5 separate regions of the Mus musculus genome follow, and regions 2, 3, 4 and 5 are each linked to region 1. The links are chromatin contacts, called in public Hi-C and promoter capture Hi-C maps. All regions are on one chromosome and are shown on one strand. Each heading gives the region's core, a stretch centred on a gene start, on an enhancer-like site or on the middle of the called end of the contact. The rest is flanking DNA. Distances are from core to core; before and after follow the strand shown. Region 1 holds the start of Ccdc51 (coiled-coil domain containing 51). Region 2 holds the start of Scap (SREBF chaperone). Region 3 holds the start of Cish (cytokine inducible SH2-containing protein). Region 4 holds the start of Elp6 (elongator acetyltransferase complex subunit 6). Region 5 holds the start of Zmynd10 (zinc finger, MYND domain containing 10).

Region 1 (2,749 bases), core at 20-2,519:
AGAGAGATGGCTCAGCATTTAAGAGTACTGGCTGCTCTTCCAGGGGATCTGGGTTCAATTCCCAGTTCACAACTGTCTGTAACTACAGTCCCAGGAGACCTTTGTCTGGTCTTCCAGGGCACTGCACACACATGGTACACAGATATGCATGCATAAAAAACACCTATATGCTTAAATACAAAAATTAAAACTTTTCTTAATGAGATATTAGGACTCCTGGACCTGTGATTCACTCTCAAGAGAAAAAATCGTGGGCAAGGCACAGAGAGAGCATGGAGCGTAGGCTACAGCTCAAGAGGGAGGGTTTGCTTTGCACAAATGAGTGTGCTCCCCAGCATAGCCACAAAACAAAATAGTACCCAGAGCGAAATACATGCTAAGGAGCCTGGACTTTTATCCTCTAGTCTAGATAGCACGACTCAGTATCATTACTGATAACACGACCAGCAAGTAAAAAAAGTCCTATGTTCTAAGGTTAACAACCTATAAAGTGAATTGCTAGTTTGTAACCAGAAACAGGAGGATACTCAGAAACTTAGCTATATGTGTCTGTGCGGCGTACATGTTGGTGTTTCCACTTCTGTAGCTTCTCCATGAACTGGAAGCCCATGACTGTCTTGAGAGGCAACGTTTCCACTCCCGCCCTCTTCGAACTGCACAAACCCAAGGCAGGGGGCTTGGCCAGAGTGTACACCAGACCCAGTAGTTCACCAACGACCCCCGGAACAGACCTGTCCTGCCCTAGTATACCTACAATAGCTCGATCTTCACTTACCCAGGGGGCCCTTCCCGGCGGCCTTGGCTTTTAGCTCTTCGAGTTTCTTCTGTTCCTCCTTTTGTTTCTGCTTGAAAGCCTTATCTTCCTGCAGAGAGGCAAAGCAGGTTCACTCCAGTCCAGTCGCCCATACCCTCAGCGCCCGCCCGGCCTCCGCTCCCGTCCTCACCTCGTCCATCTCCTTGGCCTGCTTCTTGGGCTGTTTCAGGGGCTTCTTTTTGCCACCTGTGGGCGACACGAGCATGCTCGGCCCATCCCCGCCATCGATCGCCCTCCCATGGTTCCCCATCCATCCGTCCCACCCCCGATCTCCAAATAGCCTTACCTTCCCGGCCCGACATGGCGCCTCCAGCCCCTTCACCAGCCCCTGATCGTATGCCGGAAACAGGACTTACAGCCTTCGCTTATGCCGCACCTATGCGTGGCCCCTGATTGGCTGCTAGGCAGGAAGTCACCCTCACGTATTTTAAAGGATGCCTTCAGGGGCGGGTGCTGACCGGTCAGGGGTCAATTGAGTGGCAGACGCGGGGCTTTCTGCTGGAGCCTAATAGGCTTAGGCAATTCAGGTACGGGGCGGAAGGCTCCTTCTGCCTGGGTTTATCCGAAACCGTGGGAGTGGGGGATGGTGTCTGCCTATAAAGCTTGTAATCCGGCACAGAAAGAAAGCATTGCAGGTGGAGGGGAGGGTACATGCAAGTGCCTTTCCGGAACCGAGGAAAGCTCAAGTGGCGGGCACGAGATGGGATAGGAGATGGCAGAAGTGGGTAGTGGCCAATTATCACCCAGTCCTCAGCTTCAGAAGCCGCGGGAAAAAGTTCGGACTTATTGAAACAATGAGTGCAAGTGTTTGCAAATTCTTTCTTCTAGTTCGTTTTTTTGAGTATGTACTTTGTATAGATACATTGTATTCTGGACTGAGGCTTGAGGAACGCTGACATTGTAGCAAGACAAACCTACCGCAGAGCAAATAAGTAAAATACGCATCACACCTTATGTGACCTGTGTGGGGAGGAAAAAAAAAAAAAGCAGAGAAAGTGGTTAAGGAATGCTCCCTTGGTGGGATGTCATTTTTGCTAGGGTAGTTAAAAAAGACTTCTCCAGGGGCTCTCTGAGCAGGACTTTAGGAAGGCCAGGGAGACAACTGTGAACAGGGAAGAGCTAGGCAGTGCCAAGGCCCTGAGTGGAAGACGGCCTTGTGTGTTCCAGTCCTTCATATGATTGGAAGGAGTGAGAAAGCAGTCGAAAATGGAGAGACAATGAGAGTCAGATCCCCTGAAGCTGTGGAGAAGGCGTTGACTTTTGCCCTGAAGAAACTGCGGGACTGTTGAAGGCTGTTGAGATGGAATGGAGATGAGTGAGGGGTAGTCCAGCCATGGCATGCTAGCCAGCGAGACCACTTTGTATACCTGACAGAGATGGGGGTTGGGGAGACTCCTAGGCTTAGAAAGTCAGCAGGATTTTGCTAATAGATTGGATTTGAGTTAGGAGAGAAAACAAGAGGGATTAATTAGGGTGATGTGAGTTTGTCAGCCTAGCATTTGTACCTGAGTTCCCATTAACCACAGTAGCAGGAAAGATGGATTACTATTACGTTTCAAGCAGTGATACAGTTAGATAATATAAAATCCTGAAGAGATGCTTCAGCTGAAGAAGTGACGGAGGGGTGTGTGTGTGTGTGTGTGTGTGTGTGTGTGTGTGTTTGCTTGCTTGAATGAATGTGTGCAATAAAGGCTTGAACCTAGGGCCTCACTCATGTTAGGTAAGTGCTGTATAATTGAACTATATGCCCAGTTTTTGAGGGAAAAATCTAGTTATGAGTGTGTGAATGTATGTGTATATGAGAGAGTGAAAGAAAGACCCCAGAGGCCAGAGCCATCGGGTACCCCAGAGCAGGAGTTACAGGTAGTTGTGACTTGCCTAGTGTGGCTAAGTGCTAGGAGTCAAACTAATTTATATGCCCTCTTAGCCTCTGAA
Region 2 (2,700 bases), core at 95-2,594, 1.3 Mb after region 1:
CCCCTGAGGGCCTATAAAAACTGGGACCTCTTTCCCCTCGAGGTCGACTCCTCTAACCCTGCGTGGGATATGAGTCATCCCCAGAGCTCTGGCTTTCCCCGAATAAAGCCTCATGTGGTTTGCATCAAGCTTGGTCTATCGTGAGTTCTTGGGTGTCTGCTATTATCCTGAGGCCTGAGCGAGAGGCTCCTCTGGGGAGTCTTTCACCACCACTGCCAGTTTGCTGGGGGTTAAGGCTCATATTCAAGGCTGGGCAAGCAGTATATCAACTGAGTTACATCTCTACCAGAAACCTGCTTTATAGAATAACCCTATTCCAAAGGCTGAAGTGGCCACCTCTGATTTGTTTTGCACGGTGACTATACTTATATTTTCTCTTCCCCCACCACTGGTGCCCTTGAGGGCAGGTACAGGGTCTGTTCTACCTTAGTATGCCTTGGGGGTGAGCAAGAGTGACACGAAAGAAGTATGTTTAAGGTAGCAAGATGGGGGCAGGTGGCCACTCTGACCTGTGACACTCAGAGAGTCAAGACATTGGTAGTGTGGTTGAGATCTCTCCACAGGCAGGCCTGAGGACAAATGGAAACATAGCAACCAGGGTTGGTGCTGTTGCTGAGTGTCTGGAACCTCACTTTCCCCAAGGCCAAATGAGAGAACACACACCATATGCTTAACTCAGCATTTACCAGAGCAGTCACTCAGCATAATCCGTTACATGTGCAAGTCGACTGGTGGCAGTTCAGAAGGTGGAAGAGACTCAGACACCCATAGTTCCTCTACGTGGGAATAAACACTGAGTATATATCTTCCACTTTACCCTATGCATTGTATTTTTAACAAAAATGGAATCCTAACACCAGCTTGGTTTTGAACTAGCTTTCATTATAAGTGCTCATTTAACATCCTTGGTGTTGGAGGCTCCTATACCTAGTTCATCAACTGAATACACTTGCTATTTAGCTCAGTTGCTTCTAATTCCCTGGTTTGTTTTTCTTTTTGATGCTGCTGTGGATCAAACCCAGGGCCCCTAGCGTCTCAGGCAAGCTCTCTACCACTGAGCCATACACCCAGCCCCGCTTCTAATCCTTTGGCACTATAAAGCATGGAACACGAGCTCTTGTGCATGTTCTCAATCACTTCCCAGGACAGTGATGCTGTCAAAACTCTGAAGTGCTACTAGCCACCTTTTTCCAGGCCACAGGCAACTCCAGTACTTCCTCTCGCAGTTGTGTGGCAGGGGACCACCAGGGGGCGAACCCGAGCCGTTGGCAGTGCCAGACTACGCATGCGCACGCCGCCGGGAGCACGTGTGGAGGGCGGCGGAGCGGGAGGGGAAAGGTAGGAGTTGAGAGGTGAAGGGGCGGGGAGCTGCGCGGGCGCCGGGCGGCCGGGAGGGAGAGGGCGGGCTCCAAACACCGGACCGCGGGCCAGGAGCGCGCAGGCCGTTCTCCGCCGCTCGGTCGCCGCCGCCCGGGAGCTGCCTCGCTGCCACAGGTACCTCAGCGCGCGTCTGCACGGTGCGGCTGGGCCCCGGCGCCGGCCTCGCGCCGCTCGTGCCCGGGAGTTCCGGGATGCGGGCGAGCCCGGGCAGGGGCGCGCGGGCGTGGGCGCTGTCCAGCAGCCCGAGGCGCGGCTCCGGAGACCGCAGTCTGGAGCTGGGGGCCGGACGGTCTCGCGTCCCCCTTCCCGACCGCGCCCCCGCCCGGGCCGAGCTGCCTGGGTCGCGATGGGTTCAGGCTGAGTGAGCTCAGGCAGGTAGGCTCGCCGCTGGATCCTGCTTTGGGGTTGTCTGGGGTTGTCTGGGTGAGGGCTAGACCCTGTGACTCAGTCCTGCCTCTTTCCGAAGATCCGATAGCCAGGCAACATGTAGATTCTCTGCTGGGAGTGCTCGGTTTCTGGTTTTATGTGTTGCTTAAACCTAAACTTTGCTCGCTTATGTTGCTTATGTTTACTTCCAGGTGGTTTTGTTGCATCAGGGTTATAATGGGATAGCGCTAGCTGCAGCGAGTCCCGGGTCCACACTGCATCTCAGAAAGTTGTGCAGATGGTGGCGATGAAGAGGAGGGCAGTGAGCCACAGGTGGCGGCGGGTGAGGGGTGGGAGTGGGAGTGGGGTCCTGGAGGTAGTCTTCCTTAGTTTAGCTTATTTATCTCTTATGGTGACGGAAGCGATGAATAAATAAGTTCATGATGATCTTGTAGTAATTCTTGTGAAGTCGACATAGGAACAGTCTTTAATGATGCGTTTGGGTGCGTTTGTAGAGTTTGCTTATGCAGTGTGCAGCCATCTCAAGGTGTGCTAAACATTAAAGCTTTTCTTAGAGTCAGGATCAAGTGTATCTAGTTAGTGCTGAATGCATTTTAGGTGTAACCTGTGTGATGCTCAAGTGAAGATTGTATGTTATGAAGTATATGCTAATGTATTTCAAATCTAAAGGCTTTTTATATATTTGCAGCGTTTCTGCTTGGCAAATATTTTGTTTGTATTGTTTTTTTAACGACCAACAGGAAATACAAGTATAAACATTATTCCTATACTCATTATTAAGTTACTTGGGGACGTGTGCCTAGGGCATTGGTCTGCCACTGAGTAACACCTGTGGCTTTTTATTTTGAGTTGGGCTTCATTGCCCAGGCTGACCACAAAGTTTCATCCTCCTGCCTCGGTTTCCTGAATATGTGGGATAGCAGATGTGTGTGC
Region 3 (2,703 bases), core at 101-2,600, 1.8 Mb before region 1:
AAAGGAAAGGAAAGGAAAGGAAAGGAAAGGAAAGGAAAGGAAAGGAAAGGAAAGGGTAAGTAAATAAAAAGAAAACCACAGCTCTGTTGCATGACACCTGTGAAATCCCCCGTATCTTCATAGCAAAGCGGCAACAGACAGTTTCTACTGAAGAGTTAGTATGCATACATACAGGGATCCCATGTTCTCAGAGTACTCCTACTCCATCCTACCCATATTCCAAGAAACTGGCTTCTTGCTGTATTCTGGGAGCCCTGCTTGGGTTACACTTAACTTCCCCTCCAGGGCACCTACGGGGAACTGAGTCCCTTGGAGTAATCTCTTATCTTCCCTAAGAACTCCTTCCTTTTCACAGGGTTTTATCTTTAGCTCTCTATCTTGGGTGGGGCACCCAGAGCCTAGCCTGGGCTGGGGAAAGCCCAGTCACTATACTCAGATTCTAGACACTGCCAGAAGCCTGTCATCGCTGCCAAGAATCTTATAGCTACCCTTTCTGAGGAACGTGGGTGGTGTGACGTGTGTGGAAGGAGTGGGTGTACTGGTTCTCCAGATCTTATCTCCCCATATCCTGAACCGTGGATGTGGAGGGAGATCACATAGACCCTACAGCTCCTTGGTAAACCAGATATGGTGACTTAGCCTATAAGTTCACATTGTAAACCTGTACTCAGAAGTTTGGGGCCAGCCTGGTCTACAAACTGAGCTCCAAGGTAGTCTGAATTCAATTTTAAAACAAAAACAAACAAGCCATCGACAGGGCTGTCTGGGAGCTGACTATCTCTGTTTACTGACTCAAGAGGGTAATTTCCCCAACTGTCGGTCCACTCAGAGATTAGGCAAAGAAGGGATGAGATCATTTGATTACAAAAGATTAGATGTAACCTGAACTCTTTTAGCTGTAGTGGCCACAGTGGACCTCCTTAGTTCTTCCGTCCTCTTCAGGGCTCCAGGCCTCTCCCTAAGTCTTTCTCCAGATCTCACAGCACACCACCCACCTTCTCACACAGTGTCCTGCAATAAGCGAGACCACGGCCGCCAGAGACAACGTCCGATAAACTAGAAGCGGCTGGCTAAGAGGACCGGCCCGACCCTGCCCCCGCGCTGTAGTTCTAGGGGGGGGGGGATAAGCGCACCCATCCCCAAAGAAGTAGAGGGAAGACAATCTGGTCTCCAGTTGCATCCACATTCCTTCTTAACTTGTCCCCAACCCAGTCTTTTGCCTACTAGTCTCTAGGTCCCGCCCCACTCGGGCACGTCAGTTCAGGGTCCCTGCACTTCAATAGGTCGGTCTAGATGCTCGTCTCACGTCCAGCGATACGATTGGTCAACTCTAGGAGCTCCCGCCCAGTTTTCCTGGAAAGTTCTTGGAAATCTGTCAAAGGTGTTTCCTTTCTCGGTCCAAAGCACTAGACGCCTGCACCCCCGTTCCCCTCCGGGCCGCCGCAAAGCCCGCGGTTCTAGGAAGATGAGGCTTCCGGGAAGGGCTGGGACGCAGCGGACAAAAGATTAGGAGGCGCCTGGCCCCGCCCCACCGGCCCAGCCCGTCCCCCCTCGTCCTTCCAAGCTGTTCGCACCACAGCCTTTCAGTCCCTGCTCGCCGCCCGTGTGCCCCGGGACCCTGACCTTCGCACCCCTGGCACCCATTGGCTCCTTTCTCCTTCCATCCCGCCGAACTCCGACTCTCGAGCCGCCGTTGTCTCTGGGACATGGTCCTTTGCGTACAGGGGTAAGCTCAGTTTTTTTCCCTACCTAGGCTCCATGCGGGAGATATGGAAGATCACAGGCCTCGAGTTAGCTGCGGGATTTGGGAGGGCTTGACCGACTGGAGGTGATGGAGGGCTAAAGGACTTCGAGTGGTGTGCCTAGGATACCCACACACACTTCGTATGGATAGGGAAACGGAGCCCGCGAACGGTGGGAGGAGCCCCCATTCCTGAGATTTCACTAGCGCCAACTGTAAGAGGTTCTCCAGGACGGGGCTCACAAGTCTAGACTCAATTTGAGCTCATAGTTTACCTAGCCTTCTGGCTCCGTACCTGTCGGTGACCTTGAGCCAGCCCTTAGATCCCTCTGTGTTCAGAAGTTCATTCCTCCGTCCCAGGTCAGCGATTAGGTTCTTAGGAAGCCAGCCTGAGGTCTTTGACTCTTCCCAGGCCGGCGCCTAATAAACAACACCCCTTAGGAGCACCCCACTCCGTCTCTTAGCTCAGATTGATGTCTCAGTGTGATAAAGACTTCAGCCTGCCTTCTCCAAGGTTTCCCGTTGACATGGAATATGGGACCATGGTGAAAGTGGGGCTTTAATAAAACAAAGTCTTGGCTTCGGTAGAGTGTACTCGGAACACCTGTTTACCCTAGCTTTCAGCGTCCCCTTCAAACACTGATCGGTCAGGAATTCAGGAAAACCCAAGAAGAGAGGTGTGTGTGTGTGTGTGTGTGTGTGTGTGTGTGTGTGTGTGTGTGTGTGTGACAAATCCAGGGAGATCTGTGATCCAGTAGTAATTGTTATAACTGACATGGGAATGGTACCAAGTGAGGAAGGGTGGAAGGTGGGGCCAGGCTGAAATGCCCTTGCTCTAAGCAGCTCTGAGTCCCAGGAAGAGGACATTCATGGAGCTGTTGAGAAGACTGTATTCCCTAGTAGTTCCTACCATGTTCTTTTATTCTCTGAATTTTCGGACTCTTCGGCAGTTCCCTGCACCC
Region 4 (2,787 bases), core at 161-2,660, 1.2 Mb after region 1:
TTTCTTTTTTTTTTTTTAAAGATTTATTTATTATTATATGTAAGTACACTGTAGCTGTCTTCAGACACACCAGAAGAGGGAGTCAGATCTTGTTATAGATGGTTGTGAGCCACCATGTGGTTGCTGGGATTTGAACTCTGGACCTTCAGAAGAGCAGTCGGGTGCTCTTACCCACTGAGCCATCTCACCAGCCCTGCTTCTGTTTCTTAAGTGCTGAAATTAAAGGTATGTGCCACCACCACTAGCTTATATTTCTTTCTTCCTCTTCTTCCTCCTCCTCCTCTTTTTTGTTTGTTTGCTTGCTTGTTTTTTCGAGATGGGGTTTCTGTGTTCGCCTGGCTAGCCTGGATTCACTTTGTAGACCAGGATGGCCTCATACTGCCAGAGATCTGCCTGCCTCTGCCTCCTGAACACTAGGATTAAAGGTGTGCCCCATAACGCCCAGTTCCATTATTTTTATTTTTTAGAGGTAGTTTCACAAAGCTCAGACTTGCTGGCAACCCTCCTGCCTAAGCCTCCTGACAGCTGAGATCACAGATGTTGGCAGCATGCTTTTTATGTTGTTTTTGATGCTAGGAAAGAACTCTTCAACTGACCTGTATCCCTCTGACTTTTCTTTTTTGTTCTTTTATTGTTTTAGCAGAAGGCCGAGGAGGGCCTTGCTTATTTAAAATAAAACTATGCATACGTTTTGATGGTATGTATAGGTGCACCACTTCTATGCTTGGTACCCTTGGAGGCCAGAAGAGGCTATCAGATTCCCTGGGACTGTAGTTACAGAGGGTTATAAGTTGCCAAGTGGATAATGAGAATCAAATTAGGGTCCTCTAAAATCTTCTGAGTCCCCTTAAATTTTTTTGTGTATATTGTGTGTGCATGTGCTGCAGAGCCCAGAAGAGGGCGTCGGGTCCCCTGGAGCTGGAGTTACAAGTAGAGCAACCCAATGTGGGTGGTCTTCAGAGGGAGGAAGAAGAGCGTTTATTCCCTGAGCCATCTCTTTGGCCTCCTGGCTTCTGCTTTATACAAAAAGCTCTTCAGGATGTAATTCTGTGCTAGTAAGGTTTGTTCTCTCTTTTTGCGAAGATCCTGCAAACATTTCTCTATGTGTTCCATGTATCTAGCCCAAGTTTGTGAGCAATACACTAGGAAGACGTGGAGCAACTAAGACCCGGAGGTGCGGAGGGAGGGGGAGCAACGGAAAGAGAAAGCTCGCCTGCTCGTGCTAAATCGTGAGGGAGCACCAGCACTGTGTGGACCCGCACCTACTGAGAGCAGCACAATGGTCCATTGCCCGAATGAGAGATCGCTCTAAGGCTCAGCTTTACGAGCATACGTGCTCACGCGCTTGCGCAGCAGCAGCAGCAGCATCACAACCCCAAGCCTGATTGGCTGACTCGAGTCCGGCAGCGAGATCACGCATGCGCGCTTTCTCGCGCTCGCGAGCACGGTCTTGTGGGTGCTGTTCTTGGACCTTCATTCTTTCTGTAGAACCATAATTTTTATCCCAGTTCACGATGTTTCCGGAACTCAACAACCTTCTCAGCACCACCCCAGACAAGACCGAGCAGGTAAGATGTCGTGCGGACCGGAAGAGGGCAGGTCCCGGGAGCGTGCAGGATTGCATCCGGGACGCTGCGCGGTGGAGTAGGCGCGTCTGCCGTAAACCGAGGGCATCTGGGAGTTGTAGTCTGGAGAGGGCTCGCCGAGGCTGCAGTCGCATTCCTGGGCCTTTGGAAGATGGGTTTCTGGACTATCTTGCGTGTTCGCTTCCAGCCCCAGGACCATGTGCTCCGTGCCACACTGGCGCCCAAAGATGGTTGCAGAGCAGGCCCTAGAGGAGATCCTTTTATCTGTCCTGAATCTCCTTCCACCATGGAACATTTTACAGGTTGCACGGAACACTGCTTGCACTCTTCCTAGTTCTGATGATATCTGGTTGCAAAAAGGCCTCAGCATATTCCATCCCCTCTGTTTTTCCCAACCTCCTCACTCTCCATGGAACCTCGAAATGTCTTTCACATTTTCACTTAGGGGTTACCTCTCCCAGGAGTATATCTGTTTTATTCTGTAATTTGCAGCAAACACACCACATATGGAAAGCTTTAAATAGATCTTGTGGATTTTGGTTGTTTGGTTGCTTATTTGTTTTTTTTGTTTTTTGAGACAGGGTTTCTCTGTGTAGCTCTGGCTGTCCTGGAACTCACTCTGTAGACCAGGCTAGGCCTTGAACTCAAGAAATCTGCCTGTCTCTGCCTCCCAAGTGCTGGGATCAAAGGCGTGTGCCACCACTGCCCTGCGATCCTTCTGGGTTTTATTTGCCTAACAGTTCTTGACTGTTCAGACCTCCAGTTCTGACTACTTTTCTAGTTGCTAGGGCATTTCCCAGGTCCAGAGTGACAGCAGGAAGTGACCACTTTGGGTGGGAAATGTGTTTCAAGGCCAGGCAGTGTGATTTGGCATTTTATATTGGGGGGAGGGAGGAGAGGGACACAGCTGAAACCCAGAGGCATTGGACAGGTTTTCCCTAGGTTGGTACAGCATTGAGGTGGTGTGTGACAGCCCTTGGTCCCAATGTTGTCTGTTACTTACAGAACTACAGCAGGTAGTTAGGCAATGCAGAGACCATCTTCATAGGGCTTTCCAGCGATTGCTGTGATAAGAGTCCCGTCTGAACCACAGTCACTGGGAGATCTTTGTCATCAGAGGCCTTGTCAAGAATTGGGCCAGGGGATAGAACAGTGGATATAGGGCTTGGCACCAAGTATAGAAGTGGAATTTGGGTTCCAA
Region 5 (2,738 bases), core at 103-2,602, 1.5 Mb before region 1:
CAGTCAGGGAGCTGACTACCTCTGCCTCTGAGTGCTGGGATTAAAGGTGGGCGCTGGAATGCCTGGCCACACTTAGATTTTTAACTTTTTGTTTGTTTGTTTTTTTATTTTTATTTTTTGGCGGTCAGTACGAGGTGGAGCTAAGACGGGCTGTTATAAAGCACAGAGTGGCCTGGAACTTCCTGATTTGAACTTCTGATTCTCCTGCCTTGGTCTCCTGAGTTAGTTAATTAGGATTATAGATTTATGTTCCCACACCCCACGTATGCAGTCCTGGGGACTGAAGCCAAGGCTCTGTGCATGCTAGACAGGCAAGTTCTCAGCTATGAGCACTGCTCTGGCCTATAAACCGAAAGAACTAGAATCAGGTAAGATGGATATAATATATTGGGACAGGAGCAAAAATTGCTCTGTATTAGATGGCCAAGGAGGATCTGAGTGACTGAGCCTTGAAGGAGTAAGACTATTCCAGAAGAAATAAGGCAAGGGCCCAAACATGGTGGCGCATGCTTGTGATGCTAACACTAAGGAGGCTGACACAAGTGAATTAGTTCAAAGACAGCTTGGACTATACAGAGTTAAAGCCAGCCTGGCTGACATAGTCAAACCCTGTCTCAGAAAGCCTGTAGGAGGAACTCAGGGAAAGCTCATGAGGTTGGGACGTGGAAAACAAGCACGGTGGTGCACGCCTCAATCCACAACACTGGGGAAGCCGACCAAGAAGAAGGAAAGCTTAAACCAGCCCTGGCTCTATAGCGAGCTCCGTGTCGGTCTTGGCTATATAATGAGAATCCATCTCAAAGAGAGGATGGGGTTCTGGGGAGATGGCTCACACACAAACGTTTTTAAAATAAAAGAGAATGGGACAAAAAAAATGAAGCACGTGGGTAGGAGAGAGGGCGGGAGGAAGGTTCTTCCTGGTAAGCCGCTGTGGTCTGGTATTTTGGGAGCCAGCGCCATTCTGGAGGGAGGTATGTTAGGTGCACATCATTAGGACTCCTGGCTGCGGGCCTGAGCCTGGTAACGCATGCCTTAATTTCAGCACTAGAAAGACAGAGCACACAGAGGCCAGTGGAACCCTTTGATTTGAAGGCCAGCTCGGTATAAATAGGAAGTTCCACGCCAGCCTATGTCATAAAAACGAAAAACTGAAAGACTCAGCTGCTGAGACCGCGGTAGCTACCCTATTGAGGGGCTAAGACAGTGCAGCTGCAGGAGTTGCACACTCACAGCTGTGCAAGCCCTGGGGAGGTGTGGCGAGTGGGTCTGGCATCTGGGGCTGCTTATTGGCGGTGAGGTAGGCGTGGCAAGAGCGGTATCGAGACAAAACTACGCAGGCGCCAAGCTCCCTCGTTTCCATGGCGACGACGACTCAAGCGCTTCAACGGCTTGGCAACTGCCCTGTCCCAAGACTTTGGTCCTACCGCTGGACTCTGTAGTCCTAAGTGTTTCAGTTTTCCCTATTCGGGTTGCTTCCCAAAACCAAAGGAATCTTAGCCCCTGGCATGGGTGACCTGGAACTGCTGCTGCCTGGGGAGGCTGAGGTGCTGGTGCGGGGCCTGCGCAGCTTCCAGCTTCGGGAGATGGGCTCTGAAGGGTGAGGCAGCCGCCACAGGTGGAGTCACTGGTCTTTTAGTGGAGGAGCTTGGAACTGACATTGGAGAAGGGGTTGCCAGTGTGGAGGGGCCTCCAGGTGGGTAGGCAAAGCTCTCTGAGATAGAAGCGTATGGCCCCCGTGCCCCTCTGGCCCCAGGACAGGATCATGGTAGTCTTCAGTAGGATCCAACCCCACCCTCACTCCCGTTGCACATCTGGTCACCCAATGTACATACATCCCTTCGGGGGCAGGTGGAATAAGCAGCATGAGAGCCTGGAGAAGCTGAACATGCAAGCCATCCTTGATGCAACTATCAGCCAGGCTGAGCCCATCCAGGAACTGCTAATCAACCATGGGAAGGTACGTCCAGGTCCCAGGCAGGATTCCTGCCTTCTATTGTACCTCTTGGGGACACTAGGCAGCACCTGTTCTTCCTTCAGGCCTGGTACACCTAAGTGGGAAAGAAAAATATGTTTGTTTTATTTTGAGATAAGGTGTTGATCTGTAGCCCAGATGGCCATTAGCCTAACTGTGTCTGCCTCCCAAGTGCCGGGGCTGCAGGCATGCCTCGCTGTACCTGGCTGGCTACATTTCCTATTGTACCCTCAGTGGATGCGAGAGTGGATGGAGCCATGGATCCTAGGCTCCAGGGGGAGTGCTCAAGTGCTGACATGAGCCTGAATTGACTGTAAGGCCAAAGAGATCCTCTCTAAGGAGGAAGTGAGGCTTTCCAAATGGGGAAGGTAGCACACTAGGAGAAAGTAGAAGCCGGGAAAGATGCCTGGCTGGAGGCTGGGCCAAGGGCGGCCCTAGTTCTCCTGCAAGAGAAAGGCAGAGCTGGGTAGCAGGGATTGGTCTAGGAACAGGGCTCAGTAAAGGGCTGAAGTAAGAGTAAGGCCAGGTGACAAAGACCAGAATAAGGACAGGAAGAGCAGAGCTGCCCTAAAGTGGGGTATCCCTGGACGGAGGGTGGGGTAAGGTGCAAGAGGGCAATGGCAGTAAAGGCCATTCAGAGGAAACCCAAGAGAGTTGGAGACTTAAGACAGGCTAAAGCTGGGACAGGAAAGCTGAGGGACCAAGGCAGGGCCATTTCACCCCTGCTTCTCCCCCGTCCTCCGCAGATCCCAACGCTGGTGGAGGA

What was found. Promoter capture Hi-C pulls out the DNA fragments that hold promoters and counts their contacts. A called contact is a pair of places that touch in the nucleus more often than the background predicts. Capture Hi-C pulls out chosen DNA fragments and counts their contacts.
Region 2: a Hi-C map of B cells shows a contact between it and region 1, with 7 read pairs. The contact joins the promoter of Scap here to the promoter of Ccdc51 in region 1. A contact is called at or near these places in 1 of 484 Hi-C or Micro-C datasets (B cells) and 2 of 115 datasets of contacts at active chromatin or transcription factors (astrocytes and embryonic stem cells).
Region 3: a contact with region 1 is called in a promoter capture Hi-C map of adipose tissue, with 3 times the contacts expected there. The contact joins the promoter of Cish here to the promoter of Ccdc51 in region 1. A contact is called at or near these places in 1 of 39 promoter capture datasets (erythroid cells) and 1 of 9 other capture datasets (adipose tissue).
Region 4: a promoter capture Hi-C map of pre-B cells shows a contact between it and region 1, with 4 times the contacts expected there. The contact joins the promoter of Elp6 here to the promoter of Ccdc51 in region 1. A contact is called at or near these places in 7 of 39 promoter capture datasets (the C10 cell line, cranial neural crest, embryonic stem cells and 4 more), 1 of 484 Hi-C or Micro-C datasets (Th1 cells) and 2 of 115 datasets of contacts at active chromatin or transcription factors (embryonic stem cells and stem cell-derived neural progenitor cells).
Region 5: a contact with region 1 is called in a promoter capture Hi-C map of liver, with 4 times the contacts expected there. The contact joins the promoter of Zmynd10 here to the promoter of Ccdc51 in region 1. A contact is called at or near these places in 4 of 39 promoter capture datasets (erythroid cells, liver and pre-B cells), 1 of 484 Hi-C or Micro-C datasets (B cells) and 3 of 115 datasets of contacts at active chromatin or transcription factors (double positive thymocytes, pancreatic cancer cells and thymic regulatory T cells).

What each region holds. Positions count from the first base shown.
Region 1 is chr9:109,081,227-109,083,975 of GRCm38.p6, forward strand. It overlaps Ccdc51 (coiled-coil domain containing 51), which reads left to right and starts at 1,270. Exons shown (of 4, transcript NM_025689.4): 1 at 1,270-1,341. Tma7 (translational machinery associated 7) reads right to left here and starts at 1,155. Exons shown (of 4, transcript NM_183250.2): 1 at 1,101-1,155; 2 at 945-1,000; 3 at 776-863. The coding sequence starts at 1,116.
Region 2 is chr9:110,332,012-110,334,711 of GRCm38.p6, forward strand. It overlaps Scap (SREBF chaperone), which reads left to right and starts at 1,345. Exons shown (of 23, transcript NM_001001144.3): 1 at 1,345-1,494.
Region 3 is chr9:107,295,309-107,298,011 of GRCm38.p6, forward strand. Cish (cytokine inducible SH2-containing protein) reads left to right here and starts at 1,351. Exons shown (of 3, transcript NM_009895.4): 1 at 1,351-1,726. The coding sequence starts at 1,707.
Region 4 is chr9:110,303,782-110,306,568 of GRCm38.p6, forward strand. It overlaps Elp6 (elongator acetyltransferase complex subunit 6), which reads left to right and starts at 1,411. Exons shown (of 7, transcript NM_001081381.1): 1 at 1,411-1,568. The coding sequence starts at 1,515.
Region 5 is chr9:107,545,952-107,548,689 of GRCm38.p6, forward strand. Zmynd10 (zinc finger, MYND domain containing 10) reads left to right here and starts at 1,353. Exons shown (of 12, transcript NM_053253.4): 1 at 1,353-1,597; 2 at 1,849-1,957; 3 at 2,719-2,738. The coding sequence starts at 1,506. It overlaps Gm34106 (predicted gene, 34106), which reads right to left. Exons shown (of 2, transcript NR_168657.1): 2 at 1,617-2,048.